Linked DNA regions of Mus musculus: all the other regions are linked to region 1. A link is a contact called in public Hi-C data. All regions are on one chromosome and are shown on one strand. The core of a region is the stretch at or near the end of the contact, and the rest is flanking DNA. Distances in the headings are between cores, read along the strand shown.

Region 1 (3,950 bases), core at 552-3,051:
AAGAGAGAGACAGTTTATTTGGGGCTCATGGTCCCTGACCACTATGGTGAGAAGCATGGCAGCAGACAGGCAGGTAGATTCGTGCCAGAGCAGCAGCTGAACACTCACTTCTCATCTACACGCACAAAAACAAGAAAAGCTAATCAGGAATGATATGAACCTTTGAAACGTAAAAGCCCATCCACAGTGAACACCTCCTCCAACAAGGCCACGCCTCCTAATCCTTCCCAAAGAGTTTCAACAACTGGGACCGAGAATTCAAATATATGAGCCTACAGGACCATCCTTATTCAAACCACCACCGTGTAAGGTACAGTTATGTAAGCTGCTGGGGACAAAAAGACGGAAATGGGCCAGCATGGACCTTAAATGCTACAATATGGACATGCAGAGAAACAGGTGCCCACTGCCATGATAGTCATGCATGATAGTGCAGATGTTATGGGGTAACTATCCAGTTTCTGATTAGATTTGAGGCCCATCCACGGGAGGCAATGTCATGCCTAATACTATAATACCAGTCAAAAACTGAGGAAGTCAAAGAGCCTAGGGTGGAGCCAGCTATTGTTATTCTGCCTGATGGTCATGCTGTCAGATTTCCTACTAAATACTTATGTTTATACCCACAGATCTGAGCTGCTCTATTCTTGGTCACAGAATCTTGCTTCTGTTTGCAGTGGGCAGCAGTCAACGCAGAGACACATAACTGGTCGTAGTACTGGATCTAGAGATAGAGAACTCAGCCCTGAGTGGGATCAAACTCCTCCCCGACTGAGGTTCACAAACCGTCACAGAGGCGAAGGCAGAAAGAATGTAAGATCCAGAGGATGAGACGAGTGTCATGGAATATTGTCTTCAGGACACAATAGGGCTATCAAAATCATGAGCTCACAGTAACTGTGGCTTCCTGCATAAGACCTATACAAGATCAAGCCAGAAAAAAAAAATCTCAAGCACAGATGGAGCAGATGGTCTCTGGGCCCCACCTTTTGCTAAGGTCCTACCTTTTCCTGAAGCCCCACCCCTTAATGGATCCCACCCCTTAGTGAGACCCCACCCCTTAGTGAGACCCCACCCCTTAGTGAAGCTGAGCTCTTAGTGAGTTTGGCAACAGAAGTTTCTTGAAGAGGGAAAAAGATCCTTTATGGCTACCGATAGGTTTCCAATGGTCCAGTGTATAGTTCTACATTCATGAATGTATAAACAGCACTAACCAGACTAGTGGGTGATTAAAAAATAATAATAATAATTGAAAAAGAAGCCCACGTGTGGTGGTGCGTGACTTTGATCCCAACCCTCACGCTGACTGGCTCACAGCTGCCTGTAACTACAGCTCCAGGGGACCCAACACCCTCTCCTGGCCTCCTTGGATATTCCATGCATGTGGTGTACATATAAACATACAGCCAAACATTCACACACATTAAATTAAAATAAATATTTTTAAAAGACAGGGAAAATAGAAGAGGTACCACAAGACTGCTAGAAGTGCTTGCAAAGAGGGGCTGGGACGCACTAAAGCGTGGATTTCCAAGAAAGAAGCAATGCAGCCCTGCATAAGCCTGTGACTGGAACCGGAAGTGCATGACAGACTGGAGAGAGAATAAGCAAATGGCCCTGAGATGAGGCAGAGCGAGCGGCGGCGATTTGGTCATAGCCGGGTTGCCAGTGAAGAGTAAGGTGGGAGAGTGAACTGGGATAGCATAAGATAGGTGCTGTCCCAACAAAGTCAGCAAGAGACGCAGCATGGAGTACGCTGGAGACACCCAAGCTGGGAGCTGATGAGTCAGGGAGGAAGAACTCGGCCCAGTTCCCACTCCACCGCCACATCAAAGGCTCAAGGATTAGGAAAGAGAAAAAAAAGTTCAACCCAACCTTGCACAAGTGATCTTGGACCCTGAGAATCTAACCCAATTGTTGGGGTAAGCACCCAGGCCAGATTTTTGTGGACTTGGGATGAAATGCTCAAATGACTTTTTCTAAGGGAGGCGAAACGGAAGGACAATGTTTAGGCTGCGCCCTCAAACACTGTCCAACTATAATAAGGTAATTCTAGAACTCTGTGAATAACTTAACGGAAAATCATGACTTGCAAAAACCCAAATCATAGTCCTAGACTATTTTGTCTCTAGAAGTCTGTGTTCTGGGACGTTTGAGGGGTGAGTCTTCTATCCACTTAGCATCAGGGCCAGAAATCAAGGGTTGGTGAGCTGCTCCCTCTACCGGCCATGCAGAGGAGGACGGCGCGGCACCTCAGTCTCTGCACTCACCTTTTCCCTAAGGACGGAAAGGCGCAGCTTCTGTATGGTTCATGTGGGAATTGCTGCTCATTTCTTTTAGATTTGGGGGAAGTTTGAGGGAAGCTTGTTTTGGTTTGTTTTGTTTTGTTTGATGCAGAGAACGTACATCCTGGAGCATTTAAGAGACTATTCAGGACTATGATTTGGGTTTTTGCAAGTCATGATAGCAATGACCGTGACCGGCATGGCAAGATACTCCCAAACGGTGTGATTGTGGCATTAATATACCAACTGCCGTCTCATAAGACTTAAAGCCTACTCAACAAGAGGGAACCCTTGCCTGGTGCTGTAAGCTGTTTTTCTAGATGGCTGCAGCTGCTTCTTCTTCTTCTTCTTCTTCTTCTTCTTCTTCTTCTTCTTCTTCTTCTTCTTCTTCTTCTTCTTCTTCTTCAGATTTATTTATTTAATGTATGTGATACACTGTAGCTGTACAGATGGTTGTGAGTCTTCATGTGGTTGTTGGGAATTGAATTTTTAGGATCTCTGCTTGCTCCAGTTCAAAGATTTATTTATTATTATACATAAGTACATGTAGCTGACTTAGACGCACCAGAAGAGGGTGTCAGATCTCATTTAGGTGGTTGCTGGGATTTGAACTCAGGAAGAAGCAGTCAGCAAGCGCTCTTACCCACTGAGCCATCTTGCCAGTCATGGATGCAGCTTCAAACTGTGTTCTAAGTACTTACACTCACACTTAAGTCTGCCTCTCATTCCTCATCGAAGATGCTTCTTTTTGCACCAGATGGAGACTACAGCAGAGATGCCCAGCTGGTTAAAGGCTGAGACGGAGCGAACTCTGGGTGACCAACCCCATTCGGTCCATCTACAGCACAACCCTAAACCGGAAGCTTAAAGAATAGCAAGCAAGAGAAGAGGGAGAGACTGCAAGAGCCCAAGGTCCAGGAAGCCTGCTGTGAGGTCCTTTCTTCCAGACAGGGCAGGAATGCTGTGTCCACGAAATGACAACAGTATGGTCATCCTAACAAGACCTCAACACTGACCATGAGCATAGGTGGGGGGATTTCACAGGGCCCCGCCCCTAGGTGAAAAGCTGAAGATGATCAATGGCTGCAGGAGGAGGAACAAGCCTCCTAATAGGTTGGTTACCCAGGCCTGAGTGGTAAGCTCTAAACACATGTTGTATAAGCAACACTACCTGGACTCAAGATGACAGGGGGCGGGAGAATGGGTAGAGATGATACTCATCTCTAGATTAATAACCAGCCTTATTTGGATAGTCCACGAGGTTTCGCTGCCAATTATTGCCCACTATTTTTAAAGAACCCTGTGCGTATTTTGAGAACTATCATGTAGCCTAGGTTACCTTAAGCTTGTAATTCTCCAGCCTCTCCTTGCAAATGAAAAGAGTTACGTGCATGCGCCCACATGCCTAGCTTAAAAGAAGAAAAATGGGGGTTAGGAGCGCAGCTCATCTAAGAGACTACTCGCCAAGCATGCATGAAGCCCTGGATTTGATCCCTAAAATCAAGTAGACTGAAAGTTGTAGTGTATGCCTATAATCCCCACCCTGGAGAGGTGGAGGCAGGAGGATCATAAGGTCAGGGCCATCCTTGGCTACATAGCAAAGTTGAGGTCATCCTGAGCTACATGAGACCCTGTCTCAAAAACTAAAAAGGAGGCAAATTATTA
Region 2 (3,950 bases), core at 1,033-3,532, 210 kb before region 1:
GGAAGAGCACACAACCTTGTGCACAGCTGCCTCGACACGCTGGCCCGAAAACGAGAGTGGCTGAAAGAAGCTGCCAGATGTCTGTGATGGTTGGTTGCTCGCTGCTTCAGAAAACACATTTTCTTTTTCCTCGCTGGAGGCAGCAGATGACTGGAAGAAGGGTGTCCCCTCTTCACTGCCCTGGAAGAGTTGTGGATTTACTGAGAATTTTAGGGTGGGGAAAATGAGAGAGAGTCACAGTTGAAGTCTGCACAGGTGCTTGTTTGCTTGCTTGCTTGCTTGCTTGCTTGCTTGCTTGCTTGCTTGCTTGCTTGCTTGCTTGCTTTGAAGCCTCCTCTAGGTCCCTGCAGGTGGCCTGATCTGTGAGATGCTCCTGAGATCCATTCAGTCAGACTCTCCAAAGACCCAGGTTGTCCTTCACCTCCTGAAAAGGTTTGTAGATGGTCTTGGTGCTTACTAAGGTGAGGGGTGGCCTCTGAGGTGACACGCAAGATAGAGTGATTTAATGGAGAAAGTATAGGGTTGGAGTAGAACTCAGTGATAGAGCCCGAGGATCTGCATTTGACCTCAGAGCCTACATAAAAGAAAAGCAAAAACAAAAATGTCGGGTGAGGTGTTGTGATCTTGTAATCCCAGTCCTTGCGGGGCATACCACTCAGACCTTCTCTCTGGCCAACCAGCCTGACCTCCTAGTTTTTAGTTGGGTGAGTTCTCAGCTTTGCCTCAATTTAAAAAAGAAAAGTAGGCAAGGTAGCATTTAAAGATGACATTGGATGTGGTTATCTGAGCTCTACATGCATGTATATGCATGTACACACATGTATACATGTGTATACATACATGCACATGCACCCACATGCTCACATACACATGTCCTCTCTCACCTAAGGATGATACTACATGACGTCTGTAATTCTAGACCTCCAAAGGCTAAGACAGGGGTGGGGGTAGGGGAATCATGAATTCATGTGCAGCCGGGGCTTCATAGTGAAACCTTGTCTCAAAAGACAACGAAGAACTAGGGATCTGGCTCTTCAGAGTAAGAGTGCTGCCTGCTCTTCTAGAGGCCACATGGGATTCAATGCTGTCTACTCTCTGCTATGGACTTTTCCACATATGTGGCATATACACACACATACACACACACACACACACACACACACACACACACACACACACACAAAGCAAATAAATCTTTAAAAACAAAAGGGAAAAACTATACATAGCATTAGCAGGAGAGATCTACTTTACATAGCCCTGGTGTTATTTTTTTGGAATGACTGCCTCCTTGGGTAGAAAGGAGGTTATCTGAGGTCTACATTCATGTATATACATGTGCACACATGTATACATGTGTACACATACATGCACATGTACCCACATGCTCACATACACACTGTGCTGTTATTTCACTTCATTCATAAATCTGAATCAAACATCAATGTAACTCAAAGGCACATTCAGTCACAGACACAGGCCACCACATAACTCAATCAGGCAAGCTGGACCAGGCAGGGGAGGAAGGGATACAAAAAAAAAAAAAACCAGTCCCTTTGGTGACCATTTTTTTTTTTTGCCTATTAACCACATATGTTGACTTTGTGTGAGGAACTAGAGAGTCCAATCACCACAAACATGAGGGTTAAAAGACACTTGGCAGCCTTTCACAATGAATTAAATCAAGCAAGCCCGGGCCTGGGGAAGAGTGTAGCTCAATTGGTAGAATGCACCAAGCCCCGGATTTGATCCCCAGTACTGAATAAAAAGGCCACAGAGCACCTGTCTGGAACCTCAGCACTCAAGAGGTAGAGGCAAGAAGATCAGAAGTTCAAGGCCACCCTCGGCTACAGAGCAAGTTTGAGTCCAGCTTGGGCTACATGAGACTTTTTTTTTCCTCAAATTAAACAGAAAGATAAATTCAACTTAGTGAGCATGTACCCAGCTCTCCAGCTTCCTAGACTCTCCTTACAGGTTAGGTAGAGGATGTTTCTGACGTGTAAAAGCTTTTCCCCTTATCCAGCTGTAAAGATAACCAGTGCTCCCTCTAGTTATAATTATGCTGACTCTGAGGCCCAATCACTGGGTCACTTGATCTGAGAGTCAAGGAAATGGTTTGTTGGCCGTAAGACCCAGAGAAGGAAGAGAGCTAGGGCTTCTGCTCTGCTTTCCCAGACCTGAGGCAATGCTGGCTCTCCCAGCTCACTGGAGCCTCCTGGCTTAGCAAGCTGCAAGCTGAACCCTGGAGGCCTTTCCCTCCTTGCCCTCTCCCCATGCTTCCATCCAGGCACAGTGTTTAACTCTCTTGGCTCTCTGGTGCCCACGCAGGGCAGTGACGGTATGTCACTTTTCACTTTGGGGCATGCGTTCCTTATTCCCCAATTACCCCAGTAACCTAAAGAGGGGAGAGAACCCACGAAGAGTGACAGTGACCATCTGGAATGCATAACGCGGCCGGATCTGCAATGGATTACATGGTCTGGAAAGTGGCTGGGCGAATTCCAGGGAGCTCAGATAGACTTCAAAGTCTGACCACACATCAGTGAGACTGCCGATCTGCTCTGATATTTAAAGTGAGTGTACATGAGTGAATTTATTACACTTTTTATCTCCCAGGCTCAGATGGGGAAACAGGATCATAGGCAAGTTTGCCTTTAATTTCACGCTACACTTTCCCCCTAGATTTTAGGGGTATTACCCCCCCCCCACCTCCTTAATGTAGCACTGTTCCTGACTTTTTTCATTTGGGACTGGCACATACCTTCCTTATCTCTACTATGTCAAAAAATGGACTCAAGGCTATGGACAACATAGCTGGGCAGGGTCATCTCGTTGAGAGATGTTTTAAATTGGGGAGGGGGTGTCTCAGTTCCAAAGTACATATAGCTTCATGTAAGTTCACAGTCTCTCTCTCTCTCTCTCTCTCTCTCTCTCTCTCACACACACACACACACACACACACACACACACACACACTCCTGCTCTCTAAGTCAAAGGTGGAGGTCTGAAGGTCTGAGTCCTGCCTGCAGAAACGTCCTTTGGATGATCCACTCTGCAGGTTGACAGCCTGCAGATACCTGCAAGCATCTCCTCAGTTGGACCAACCTGGCTGCTTCCCACATCATGCAAACTTACTATGGCCCACGAAGAGGCTCAGCAAATGTGACCCGATCCCATGGCAACCCTACTATGACACCCCTCTATGACACCCCTCTACCTCCCAGAGCAGTTGCCCCTCTTCTGCCACACTCTGTTGGGTGTCTTTGGGACTAGGAAGAGAGGAAATGTTTTTCATATGCACATGAAGGCTAGAAACGGGCTCCAAAGGTTGGGTCAATGTCATCTCAATAGCCACCAGCGTAAGCTCTCTCTTCACTGTGCCAAATGTACACTTGAACTCCTTTGGGTTTATAGGTTAATGAAGACATTGCAATGTGGCTGAAATTCCTATGAATGAGTTCACTGTGCAAAACAGTTTGGAGGCTCCCAACATAAGCAAATGTAAAACTAAAGAGCACAGCACATCGTACCCTCCTCTGAGCACCCACAGACAGAAAGAGGGATCAGCATGTCCCATGGATGTCATAGAACCGCCGTCACTGCATCAGCCAGCTTTCAGTTCAGGTGACAAAATGCCTGAGGAGGTCAGCCTGTGGGGAGAAAAGATCAATTCGGCACCTAGTTCCTTTGACTTCAAGACACAGTCACTTGGCTCCACTGTTCTGGAGTCTTGTGGTGAGAAAGAACTTATTGTGGAAAAGAGCTGGGGGATGCTCAACTTGTGGCAGCCAGGAAGCAGAACAAGGGGGGGGGGGTGTCTGAGGCTCCAGTATCATCTTCAAGGACAAGCCCCTGATGACATAACCTTCTTCCACTGGACCAAAGCCCCACACTGGTACACCACCATCAGCAGTACTGGAGGCTGCAGCCAGAGACACTGAGAATACAAGGAA
Region 3 (3,950 bases), core at 571-3,070, 160 kb before region 1:
CAGAGGACACAGTGCTTTCAAAACATAAGCATTGTTCATCCAGCTGGCTGTGTTCTCCACACTACAGGCCTGGGTCTCTCGGCCACACCCTGTGCTGAAGAAGAAGTTTCTAGAGTCTGATGAACAATAATGGAGGGGATCACTACCCTACTACCCAGCTGAGCTTGCAATTGGGATCAGAGGCCCAGTGCAAAGATCTTTTATTTAATGAAACCCACCTTCCTGAGAAACCTACTCAACAGTGCTCACTGCAGAAAACATTGGCACTGATCTAAAACTCTGACTCTTGACTTCAAGACATCCATAGTCCATGCAGAGCTATAAAGAAGGACAAGTGGAAACCGCAGACAGTGGAACACAGCTCTGAGCAGCAGCAAGGAAGGGCAGCTACCAATCTTCTCTTAACCTATGCATATCCTGCCCAGTCCAGCTGGACACACTCAGAGAAGCTTCTGGCTTCTTCACGCAACCTATATACATCCTCCACAGACTTGTCATGGTCCCAAGGTTACTTCTAATGCCTAATACCATGCAAAGACTATGTAAGCAGCCACTGCATTGCTCAGTGAATCATCACAAGGGTGTGTGGGTATGCTTGGTACAGACCTGATCTTTTGGAATATTGTCATGCATGCTTGACTGAACCTGAGAACGTGGAACCTATTGATGCAGAGGACCAACTCTGTATTTGCCCCTCCTCCAACAGGTAGGCGCTGAAGTGCAGCCTTCCACGGGTCAGACTTTATCCCACAAACCCTTTCTTCAAGCCTGGAATTACTCACAAGGATTGCCTCTACAAGCAGTGCACACAAAGGAGCCTGCTGTGATATGAGCGACCCTCCATTCATCCTCCTCCTGGATATTCACTCTGGAAACCTTCTAATCTAAGCGCTGCCTACCCATAACAAAGCTGTACCTGTTTCAAAGGCCCCAAGTACCCATAACCTCTTGAGAATGATAGCAAGACCCAGCTTTGGCTCTGGATATCACCTACCTCCCTATGCTGTGACTAATTGAGTCTCAGCATAAAACAGCTAACCAAGGCTCTCTGGATTAGACACAGTCTGTATTGCACAGACTTCGGCTGTGTGGGCAACGCAACATTTAAAAATTTGAAGAATATGATATAAAACACTCCCGTGTTACAAAAGTGAGGGGTAAGTCAACTAGGAGGTTGGATTTGTTGCATGTGTTCTTCTTAGAGATTAGACAGGCCCGTCTTTGAGATAATGGCTCATAGAAGATTCTCAGTAAACATTTGAAGGACTGTGAGAGTGCATGACACTGCTGTAGGTACTAGGGGTGCTTGTCATTGGCTTCTAAACAACTTGTCACTGACCGAGTGAATAGGTAATGAAAGCCAACCTGAATCATGCTCTTCGTTTCCAAGGGTCCTGGGGACCCCATCTTTCGATACCATTCTGGATCAGCTCTCTGGGGGGGTCAGTAATTAGCAAAGTGGAGGAACACAACAGTCTCAGTCACATGCTAGTGGAACAGTGGAGAGTTGGAAAGAGCCAAAGGCACGTTTAGCATGCTCTGAGGAGCATCCTACCCCTGTTTGCATTAGAGCTCACACCCCATGAGTATATTTTGGAGCAGTTGTCCCTGTCAGCTTGGGCCATCTGTTCTTAATATGTCTTTGGCTTTGACCCGCACATTACTAAGCTGGGAAACTGAGCGGCTGGTGACTTCACTGGTGCACGCGAGGGGCCGAGTTGGGAAAGTCGTCATTTGGTAGGGTTGAATATTTCAGCTGTGGCCACAGCTGTTCACAGGGCCCAGGAATGAGACAAGCTTGGTTTGCTCAGTGTGAATACATAATCTCTCCCCCTCTGTTTCTCTCCCTCCCTTCCTCCTTCCCTCCCCGCACCCTTCTCTATTCTCCTCTGTTCCGTGTTTCATGAGGACGGGTGAAGCCTGGTGGGTTAGATCTCTATCCTTTACAGAAGGACACGGTTGGCACGGAATTGGTGCTGACTCGTGGGATAGAAGGGGGATAACAGAAGTTGTTTCTGTCTGTTGCTGCTCCCCCACACTGGACTGAATTACATTGAGAGAAAGATGTGAGCATAACTTCCTGGCTCGGTAAAGGATATCACAGGGTCTGATAGCTGGAGCTTGGAGATCATCGGAACCAATTTTTTTTCAGTCTTAACCACAAAGGGGCAGTTGCTTCTTCAAGGTCACCTGTTTGGAAGGCAGCAGGCCCAGACTCAAATCCAAACTTCTGACTCCTTCAGATCGGGTTTTCATTGCCAAGTAGTCTTAGAATTTAACACTGCTAAGAATCTAGGCCCTGATTTCCCAAGCTATGGCTAGGGAGTATGAACAGTAATGGAAAAAGAGGTCACTCCCTGGAAGATTTGAGCAAATCAGTTAGATTTGGGGAGTCCCTTCCCTTTAAGTGACAGATTAAAAGAAAAAAAAAGTATGATCTTATTTACATGGTGATCTGAAGAAGCTGAATAACACAGTGGCTGTCAGAAGCAGAAGAGGGGTGGGGAAGTGGGTAAGGGGACAGAAAAAGAGTGGTCAGAGAGTACAAAATAAAATGGCAGGCAGATCTTACGAATTTGATTTGTATCGCACAGCAGGGTGACAATGGCTGACAATATTCCATTGACTATTCCTGAGTATCTGGAAAGGCAAATGCTGCAAGCATTCATACCACAAATGAACAACTATGTGAACTGATCCATACACTGGACACCGATCCCTACACAGACCTCCAACACCATACCACGCACCAAAAACACATGCATGTATTATGACATGCACTAACTATAACACAACAAAGAGCTGAGGGTATAGTTCAGTGATAAATATTTGTGTAGCCCTCTCAGGGGCCCTAGGCCAATTCTCAGCTCTTTGAGAAAAAAGTAAATAAAGAAACATTTTAACATTTTACAACTTGTGAATCTGAACCAAGCAAATGTGATGCTGGAGCTGGAGACTCAGCTCAGTGGCTCAGAGCATGTGGTCCTCTCCCAGAGGACCCTCACTCTGTATCTCCAGTTCCAGGAGATCCAATGACCTCTTTTGGCCTCTGCAGACAGCTGCACTCATGTGGATAAACCCACACAGATGCACATGCATACGTAGTTAAAAATAAATCACTTTTTAAAAAATGTGTGATGCTCTTTGTCTTCCGTGTCTCACCATTTCTAAGGAAGATGAAACTCTAGATCACAGAAGTATCTAGCAGGAAATGATCTCTACTTCCAGTCCCATTTTCTTGTTCTTATTTGCAAGATCTTGAAACGGAAATCACCAGCCGTTCAGCCCCTTGCTCTCTTCCCTGTCTGCCTTCCACATAGGTTTTGTTTTGTAGTGCTGGAGATTGAACCCAAGCCTCCTGTGTGCAAGGTGAGTACGCTACCACTGAGCTATACCCCAAGCTGTGTCTTGACCCTCAGCAGTTGTCCGTGGCAGCACAAGGTATTCCTTGAACACTGTTGTTTTAGCTGTAAGCTATCGTCAATAGAGGCAAAGACTTAACTCGTGACCAGCAATGGAAATTTCTCTCTCTGGATAGGTCTTTCCCTAGACGCTGGTCTCTTGCCCTGGGCTCTTGAGGTTATACATAATGTGAAGAACAGAGAGTATGAAGACAAGAGAAGGCACGGCTTGCCCTCAGCCTAACTAGTGTGAGGAGGGGAGGAGAGTTCTCTGCTCCTCCCTTGCAGGAGCAAGGATCACAAGTGGCATTCGGGCTGGGTGCTACTTTGTGTGACCTCCTCTTTGGGGATTTGATACAGAAAATTTAGGTCTCAGGTCCTTGAGTCTAAATCACAAATTCTGGTGCCATTGAGTGCTGTGGCTCATTGAGTAGCTCACATTACACTTTTAGTGAATGCTTTAGAGATATTATTTCACATCATCGGGGAAGTATTCCTTTCCTGCAGACATTGGAAATCAATTCTCAGAAAACCAAGTTGAATGGGAAA

The links. Hi-C and Micro-C count contacts between places; a contact is called where the count stands out from the background.
Region 2: a Hi-C map of muscle stem cells shows a contact between it and region 1, with 2.2 times the contacts expected there. The contact joins two enhancer-like sites. A contact is called at or near these places in 1 of 15 datasets of contacts at CTCF or cohesin (the NIH/3T3 cell line), 7 of 484 Hi-C or Micro-C datasets (the C2C12 cell line, muscle stem cells, nephron progenitors and 2 more), 2 of 115 datasets of contacts at active chromatin or transcription factors (embryonic fibroblasts and fibro-adipogenic progenitors) and 1 of 9 other capture datasets (embryonic stem cells).
Region 3: a Hi-C map of the C2C12 cell line shows a contact between it and region 1, with 3 times the contacts expected there. The contact joins two enhancer-like sites. A contact is called at or near these places in 7 of 484 Hi-C or Micro-C datasets (the C2C12 cell line, cortical neurons, myocytes and 1 more), 1 of 115 datasets of contacts at active chromatin or transcription factors (bone marrow-derived dendritic cells) and 1 of 9 other capture datasets (embryonic stem cells).

The regions. Positions count from the first base shown.
Region 1 is chr13:59,854,757-59,858,706 of GRCm38.p6, reverse strand. No RefSeq gene overlaps it. Among named protein-coding and RNA genes, the nearest start is that of Tut7, 34 kb to the right of the region's middle. Within about 2 kb of position 1,801, at least 33 of the 459 cell types and tissues checked have an H3K27ac peak or open chromatin away from gene starts, as enhancers often do. A contact at or near this core is called in the C2C12 cell line, muscle stem cells and myocytes, where this site is marked.
Region 2 is chr13:60,067,808-60,071,757 of GRCm38.p6, reverse strand. The region is part of intron 1 of A530065N20Rik (RIKEN cDNA A530046M15 gene); the gene reads right to left. Among named protein-coding and RNA genes, the nearest start is that of Gm35193, 25 kb to the right of the region's middle. Within about 2 kb of position 2,282, at least 39 of the 459 cell types and tissues checked have an H3K27ac peak or open chromatin away from gene starts, as enhancers often do. A contact at or near this core is called in muscle stem cells, where this site is marked.
Region 3 is chr13:60,010,376-60,014,325 of GRCm38.p6, reverse strand. No RefSeq gene overlaps it. Among named protein-coding and RNA genes, the nearest start is that of A530065N20Rik, 17 kb to the left of the region's middle. Within about 2 kb of position 1,820, at least 36 of the 459 cell types and tissues checked have an H3K27ac peak or open chromatin away from gene starts, as enhancers often do. A contact at or near this core is called in the C2C12 cell line and myocytes, where this site is marked.